Regions from separate parts of the Mustela erminea genome. Here region 1 is linked to region 2. A link is a contact called in public Hi-C data. All regions are on one chromosome and are shown on one strand. The core of a region is the stretch at or near the end of the contact, and the rest is flanking DNA. Distances in the headings are between cores, read along the strand shown.

The links. Hi-C and Micro-C count contacts between places; a contact is called where the count stands out from the background.
Region 1: a contact with region 2 is called in a Hi-C map of spleen, with 5 times the contacts expected there. The contact joins the promoter of NOL7 here to the promoter of TBC1D7 in region 2. A contact is called at or near these places in 2 of 3 Hi-C or Micro-C datasets (fibroblasts and spleen).

What each region holds. Positions count from the first base shown.
Region 1 is chr4:137,440,996-137,444,907 of mMusErm1.Pri, forward strand. NOL7 (nucleolar protein 7) reads left to right here and starts at 2,545. Exons shown (of 8, transcript XM_032341148.1): 1 at 2,545-2,876; 2 at 2,959-3,019; 3 at 3,666-3,724. The coding sequence starts at 2,611. It overlaps SIRT5 (NAD-dependent protein deacylase sirtuin-5, mitochondrial), which reads left to right. Exons shown (of 12, transcript XR_004285217.1): 11 at 1,023-1,026; 12 at 3,726-3,736. It overlaps LOC116589163 (a long non-coding RNA gene), which reads right to left and starts at 2,470. Exons shown (of 3, transcript XR_004285218.1): 1 at 1,325-2,470.
Region 2 is chr4:137,179,351-137,183,524 of mMusErm1.Pri, forward strand. TBC1D7 (TBC1 domain family member 7) reads right to left here and starts at 2,778. Exons shown (of 7, transcript XM_032341131.1): 1 at 2,661-2,778; 2 at 1,186-1,305. The coding sequence starts at 1,297.

The DNA of each region.
Region 1 (3,912 bases), core at 1,295-3,794, 260 kb after region 2:
GAGGTCCTACATGCATAGGTCCCTTGGATCAGGTCGGCTCCCCGGGTGGTTACACCCCTGGGCCACATTGCCTCAGCCCCTTACAACAAAATTACATTAATGCTACACCCTTGGCTTTTGTAGAAACGGGCAAGACAGGGTCACATAAAACATTTTTTTTTTAATATATTTTTAAAAATTTATTTGACAGAGATCACAAGTAGGCAGGGAGGCAGGCAGAGAGAAAGGGGGAAGCAGGCTCCCCGTCAAGCAGAGAGTCTGATGTGGGGCTCGATCCCAGGACCCTGAGATCATGACCCGTTATGCCGCAGAGGCTTAACCCACTGAGCCACCCAGGTGCCCCCATATAAAAGTTTTTCCTGTACAAGTCATAACTTTTAATAAATCCCAGAGGTTCTTTCCATGGGCAAGGAGGGATGTTCAAAACTTAAAAGGCGTAGGGCTCCTGAGGGCCCAATTTACACTTCACATGAGTGGGTCAAAGGATGTACACAGAGGGGGTCTCATATAATGCAGTTTTTCTATCTGAAATACCATCATTCATTGTTAATAGGTTTGTTGTTGGGCTTCTCAAAGTTAAATTCATACATTTTCCTAGTGTTAGGAATGATGAAATTTGGCACATTGTCTCAGTGAGTCTGATTTTATTTTTACTCTGTAATTTCCATCTGACCATGGTCCTGATATTTCATAACTGTTTTTTGCGACTCCTGTCCACTCATCCTGGGCCTTTGGTACCAGCAGCAGTTTTTGTTTTGTTTTGGTTTTGTGTTTTGCCATTTTTGTTCATGTTTTGATTTTGTTAGGGAAGATGAAAAATTTGAAAATACAAAAATGTATGTGACATTTAATTCAATGTCTACCTTATGATAGACATTAGAAATAAAATGATCAGTAAGATATGGACCTTACCCTCAAGGAGGTCACAGAATGGTTGGAACAATTGTCTCGTGAACTATTTTACAGAGTAGTAACCACAGTAAAGAAATTTGTGCAAGATTCAGAGGAGAATGCAATTAGAGATGAGTGGAGTAGAGATGGAGTCAATGTTAAGGTGTTTGAAAGCCTTTAAGAGGAAGTCAGCCCGGGCGGCAGTTTTGGAAGTATAAATAGTTCCACATGGAGGAGTATCGGTAGAGGAAACAGCATCTACCAATGCCTAGCAAGTGTGCAACAGCTTGGTTTGCTCAGCCAGTGATGAGTCATTTCGTGTTGTATAATGAGTGGGAGAAGATAAACCCAGAGATCAGAGATCTGGGGAGTGGAGGGATAGAAACTGTGCTAGGGCTGCTTTCACAAAGCAGTGGTGAAGTCATTTTTTCACCAGATTTAGGGTTTGCGCTGGACCAGCCACTGTTCAAAGTCCTGGGGTTAGAGCAGGGCACCAGGCCGGGACCCTGTTCTCGCAGAGTGTACATCCTAATGCCAGAGTCAGACGATAAGCTGTTAGGGGAGTGGTGTCGGTGATGGACAGAGGCGTGGACACTCCAGGGGCAGGTGGTCGGGGAAGCCTGGGAAATGGTGGCTGAGGTTGCCAAGCACAGGTTTGGTGCTGACCATTGACTTAAGCCTGCATCTGTCAACTTGTTCCTGTCATTGCTGGGACTGAAAGGCATCACGTCCTGTTGCTATAGCACAGTTCTGCCCTTGGAAGGAGATGCCACTTCTTTGGGGGTCAGGGAGTGAACGGAACCAAATCCACAAATACTGATCACTTGGATCCAATGTGAAAGTTAGTAAAGGGAAATCTTACTAAAATGGAGTTGGGAGGTTCGGCTGGGGCAGGTCTCACGCTCTACCATTTGTCCTTAATTGCAAATCCAACAGGAAGAGACAGTGGACCTGGGTAGGTGAATAGGCTTCATTACCTCCGCGGAAGACTTTCCACTCGCCCCAGCAACAGCCAGCCAATGAGAAGCTACTGTGTTTCGAATCCCCAGCGGACTCCAATGGACTTTTTGTTTACGACAGCCTCTCCCGACTTCCCCCTTTCCTCTATAAAAGAGCACGCAGCCCTTAGTTTGGGGGACTTGCTGATGGTTTTGCCGACAGCTTGCTTGCCCGGCAACTCTGCACCCATTTTTTTTGCTGCTGGTAAAGCAACTGGCAGTTTTGTTTTTTAAAGTTAACAGGACCACGTGGATCCCGGTGTTAGGTGGAGTCACCGGGGCTTGTGGTCACACGTTCCTGGGCTCCTGGACGCCAAAGCCCGTGGCAGCCGCACTGGGGGAGGGGGCCCAGGCAACCCTGCTGTCAGCTTCCCCGCAGAGGTCTCACGATGGCTCTCCCCTCCTAGAAACAAGCCTCATTCCATCCTGCTCTCACTGCGGAAGTTCTAGTCGCTTATTTGAAATGGAGAGAAATCCAGGGGGCGTCGCGGGAGGAGAAATCTCCCGGAGGAATGAAGACAACAACATCCCAACTGCTGGACTGTCCGTCCCGTAGGCCACGCCCTTCCCGGCTCTGCGCACGCGCATCCGCCGTCCGCGGCCGCCTCCCCAACCGCACCTGCAGGGGGCGACGCAAGTCGCGTCGCTTGCACTTTGCGTCACACTGCGCTTGCGCCTTGCTTCCGGGTCAGAAGCCGGACGGTCGGAAGCTGCGCGGGCTATGGTACACCTCCGGCCGCGCGCGTCCCGCATCCCGGCCTCGGCGATGGTAGACGAGGGCCAGCCCCCCTCCGAAGAGGAGGAGGAGGCGGAGCACGGCCTGTTGCTCGGGCAGCCCAGCAGCGGCGCGGCCGCGGAGCCGCTGGAGGAAGACGACGAGGAAGGGGACGACGAGTTGGACGACGAGGCCCCGGAGGAGCTGACGTTCGCCAGCGCCCAGGCGGAAGCACGAGAAGAGGAGCGGCGGGTTCGGGAGTCGGTGCGCAGGTTCGGAGCCCGCCGCCGTCCGGGGGACCCGCCCCTTCCCGTCCCGCGCATGTGGCCCCGCACTAACTTGTCGCTCTTTCAGGGATAAAACGCTCCTGAAGGAGAAGAGGAAGCGCCGCGAGGAGCTGTTCATTGAACAGAAGGTGAGCGGGTAGGGAGGCGTCGCCCTATTTTAAAGCACGCGGCCGGGGTTGAGTGCCCGTGTGTGGCGCCGCAGCTGGGGGGCCTGCGGGTGGGGAAGGTCGCTGACGCGCCTCCTTAGAACGGCGAAAACGAAGGCGCGGGAGCTCGTTGCTGTCCGACTGAGAACGGGAATGGGGAGGTCGTGAATTCGAGGGTCGGAGGGTTCCTCCCCGCTGGGCCAGTACAGCCTCGTCATTTAGTGTCGCGGAGGTAGTTTCTCCGAAATTGGGTCGCTCTGAGAATTAGGAGGTGCTTTGTAAACCGAGGGGTGTGGTTGCTTTGCTCTCTGACGTCTGGCAGACGGGCCGCAGCGAACGAACGGACTGGAGGTGGACGGGACTTAACTGCGCTCCGTGTAGAGCTACGGGGTGGCATACGGTGGGCAGCCTAGCCAGGCTTCACCCGGTCTTCCAGAGAATGTGGAATGGGTGCTGAGCTCCGTGCGCGCAGCCGTCCCACGGCTCTGAGATCGTGCGGCAGGGCCGGCCCCGTTCGTTCATTCTGTCGCGGTGTAAACTGTCCTTAAAATCAGAAACTTCGGAAGCAAGTGGGGGCGTACTGTCATGCACCTCCCTGCTGATCAGTTTTTTAATGTTTTTATCTAAGAAAAGAAAACTCCTTCCAGATAACATTCTAGAGAAGTTAACTACAGCTGGACCGACCAAGTAAGTGATGGATCTTGTTACAGACACCTGTGAGTTACGGATTGGTACGTTTATTTGAATCCAAGTAATAGAAGTAATAAAAGGCTACATAGCAGATACTTGAATCTGGTGGGAAAGGTGGAGGAAATTAACTCCAATTTTCAGTCTTTGTTCATTCTTTGTCAGTTTTCATTTCTTTGTTCATTCCT
Region 2 (4,174 bases), core at 1,528-4,027:
TAGACAAAGAAAAAAATATTAGTTAGAAGCTTTTTATGCTGATCACAAGAAAGTGCATTTCGATTTTTAAAAACTGAAGTAGAGTAACATTTCTTCAGAATAATTCTACTCTAGTCAGTGAATCTGGGAAATGCAATGCTGGTCTGATTTCTAGCCCAGGTGTTCCTCCAACTAGCTATTTAAAAACAATCAGTGCCTCAAGGCGTAGGTGATGCTTTCTGCATATATTACTACGTTTCCTACAACACGAGCAGTAGGTACTATTTATAGAATTTATTTCATTTAATCCATACTAAAAGCTTGTTGGGCGCAGCAATTGGGGCACTTAGGTGGTTCAGTCGGTTAAGCATCCAATTCTTGATTTCAGCTCAGGCTGTGATCTCAGGGATGTGGGATCAAACCCGGAGTCAGGCTCCCTGCTCACCGGGGAGTCTGCTTCTCTTCCACCCCTCCTCTTCGCCCATGTTTTCTCTCTCTCTCTCAAATAAATGAAGATTTCTCTTAAAAAAAAAAAAAATGCAGAAACTGAAGCTCCAAGCAATTAAGTGACTTCAGTTAGTATACCTAGTGAGTGGCATGGTCAGCCCTCAAATCTCTACATTTTCCAGCAAACCACACTCAACTGTCTTGGACCTCGGATCCCCCTACTTGTGAATAATTCCAGACATACTTTAAACACAGACTGTCTAGTGAGGATCAAAGATCAGTTAGGAAATGGTTTTGAAATCTTAAAAGCATTCTACACATATACAATTTTTATCTATTGTTCAGTTTATTTTACTCAAGTCAACAGAACAGACCTTATTATTACAAAGAAACTAAAATGTCAATAAATAACATAGTCCCAGTATTTCCATAGAGGAAAAATCATGGCCAAGAGTTGTTGTGAATTTACCCAGAAGCTAGTAACACCTCTGAAAACTGAGGAAAAGAAATACATGGGAAATATGAGAAAAAAAAAAAACACCACTGACTTCCTGAGACCTTTCAAAGACATCTGAGTTGGCCTTGGCAAAATATAAGCTTGAAAAATCCATAACTTCTCCCCAAATACACTATTCACCTGGAACTAAAAAAAATATAGCAGGTAACAAATACTTCTGAATGTCTTTTAAGACAGCATTTCTTTCCGGACAGCTGGGATGACTAAAACCCAACCACCTTAACTTAGCTTGTAAAACTCACCCAGCCGGTCATCTTTTAGGAGAATTTCCAAGGATTTCTTTTCTTCAACTCCACGAAACCCCACTTTCTCATAATATACTGAACGGAAGTTTCTCTGAGAGTCCTCAGTCATGTTTCATTCTTGAGAGAGAGAGAAAGATCAGAGAGGGGGAAAGAGTGAGCTTAAAAACAGAGAATGAAGAATTGGGACTTTTCCCAATGATTTTCTGCAACTTCTCCATGAATTCAATATACTAAAACAAACGGGCTGCCCTTGCATAGGAGTCAACATTAAATATCTCCTTTTAAACAACTACCACCACCTCACCTATGCTCCTTGGCCAAAAACCAACCCATAAAACTAAAGTCCTCTGAGCTGTTAGATTTCATACGGTGCAGGGACTAGAATCACTACTTATGGGAGTTCCTAGCCATTGCACACACTCAAAGAAAAAACAATTAGTGAAATATGAAGACAGACAAGATGTCACGCAAAAGGGGTTACCAAACAGTATCCACTGGGATTCTTTGCTTTACAATTATTATGCATTAAAACATTATACTATATGCTAAAATGTTGGCAATGACTTATCTTTAGGGAATAGGATTCCAGGGGACTTAAATCTTTTGCTTCGCCATTATTTTTGAACGGGCATTTTTGTAAAATGAAAAACCAAGCTATCAAGTAAAAGGCGGTAAGTTCCTCACTTTAAACACAGTATTATCGAATACAATTACCAAAATTCAGAACCCACCACAGATTAAGAGCAGTAAATTGTAAAGGAGAAGAGGAGCAGGAACATTAGCCTGTCCTCCAGTGATGCCATAAAGCTGGAGAAGGAATCAGGACTTAAAATGTGGCATCAGAATTCAAAAAGTTCAGTGGTCTCTCTCTGGTTCTTTCACAATGAACTTCATAAAACAGAGTTCATAAAATTAAGTTTGTAAGACTGACAGCAAGTCATCAGGAAAAGGTCAAATCGGGTTGGCATTTTAAGAACAAAATGTAACACATTTTTCAGGAAGTACTGCACAGCTTGACTCAAATGCTTAAAACCTCGAAGCAAAAGAAAAAAAAATGTAACATATATATACACATATATATAAACCCCAGGTTTTAGAAATCCTGAGCAGTTCGGAGAGCCACGGTCTTATTGAAAAGATACGCCCTGAGCCCCTTCCGTCACAGGAAAGAGGAGGAATGGTTTAAAATGAGAAATTCTAAAGAATTCTGAGCTTTGAGGACCAAACGTTTTTTTAAAACCCCAAATCATAGCACTAAAACGCTAAATGAATTCGGGGACTCATTTAAAAGCGGCCGCCAAACAGCTGCAGGAGGATGCGACGCCCGTTGCCTAAGAACGGGCCATTCTCGGGTTGCACGACAGCGGCACACAGGTCCTGGAGGAAACTCTGTCAGCGACACTCCGGCCCCTGAGCGTCCACCTCAGGAAATGCAAACGACCCCAGGTCCCATCCTCCCTATCACGCTTCACCTCTAAGTGGTGGAAACCACACCCGGGTTGACACTAAGCGGAAACCAGGCCCAGCGCGCTGACCCGCCGGCGGGCAGGAGGGCGACGTGAGGGCCGCCAAGGACACGGACGCGCCCCCACGCTGGCCCCGCCAGCGCCCGGGAAGCCCGCGACCCACAGCCACTGCCGCCGCCGCTGCCGCCGTCGCCGGACGTGACGTTGAGTACCCGCCCGAGGGGCGGTGCCGAAAGTGCGCGTGCGTACAGAGCATGCGCGGAAGCTCCTCTCCCGCTGGGAGACCGGGACTGTTTAAAGAGCCGAAGCGGGGTGGGAGGTTCAAGTCCTCATGCCGCGGCGCCAGTCCTCTAACTCCTCCGGCCCACACCTGGTCCGGAGAATCTCTCTACCCCCTTATTCCCTCTGTCCAGGCGGTTACTGTTTGGGACGCTCGCTCCTCCAGGGTTGTAAGGTCCCCACCTGCAGGAGACCTTGGAGCCCAGGGCGATGCCACCCCACCCTCCCAAGCTATCTGTCTGCAGTGGAAGACTCCTGTTTTGATTCTTTATTCCCTTTTTATTCTTTCAGTGTGCGGAAACAAGTGAAGACCAAGCACGTCACAAATGCAAAGGCAGTTTATTCCGAACTTGCTATGCAGGAGAGCCACCCTCCGTTGAGTTCTGGCTGAAGACCAAAGGCAGATGGAGGAGTGGGAACGGCTGATCGGCTGATCGAGGGGGAAAGGCAGTGCTTCAGGCATGCCCTCACCGAAGGCTACGGGCACGGGAAAGCTGTAGGGAGACTAATTAGAAATGGGGCATCCTGTGTGATCCCAGCGATTGTCAGTTAGCCATGTGAGGCTTTCTCTGGTTGATCCTAAGTTGGGACAAAAATTAGGGAACCTGTCAGTTATTAATCAAGTCCTGGCCATTTGGGTCCAATTGTTAGGGTCATTTATTGTTTAACTTACTGGGTTGTTTCTAAAGCTAGCAGCCGGGCTTCCTGCAAGTCTGACTTAACAGCAGGCAACCTTCCTAGAGTGATTATTATAGATAAGGCATTGGTTCTCTCTCTGGGTTGCTGCAGGTTGTGGGTCAGAGTTCTATTTTTATATATAGTTGGGCCACTGTATATTCAGATTAAACACTATAAAAGTAAATTTTGAAATGTGAAGTCTGAAAAAAAGATATACTAAACACAAGCCCCAACCTATTAGATTCAGCAGACATAAAAACTACTCTGTAAAATGGCTATTAAAGCTTATAAACATTTTCAGTTTCTCTGCTTACCTTGTCAAAGACCAGCACTGGTCCTGGGGACATCCCCTCTGAGCAGCACTGCCTGGGTGGGTTTTTAAACCAACACAGTTTGAGAGGAACCTCCTAGAAAAAGTCAGCTCAGCGATGGATGCTGCCTCCTTAAAAACCCAAATGTATATGGAAGAGACCACACAGAGACCAAGCTCTAGAGGGAAAACTTGGAATCAGTAGTACAGAAGTCAGTCCAGTTATAGTGTCAGGAAGTTTGTGGTGGCATAG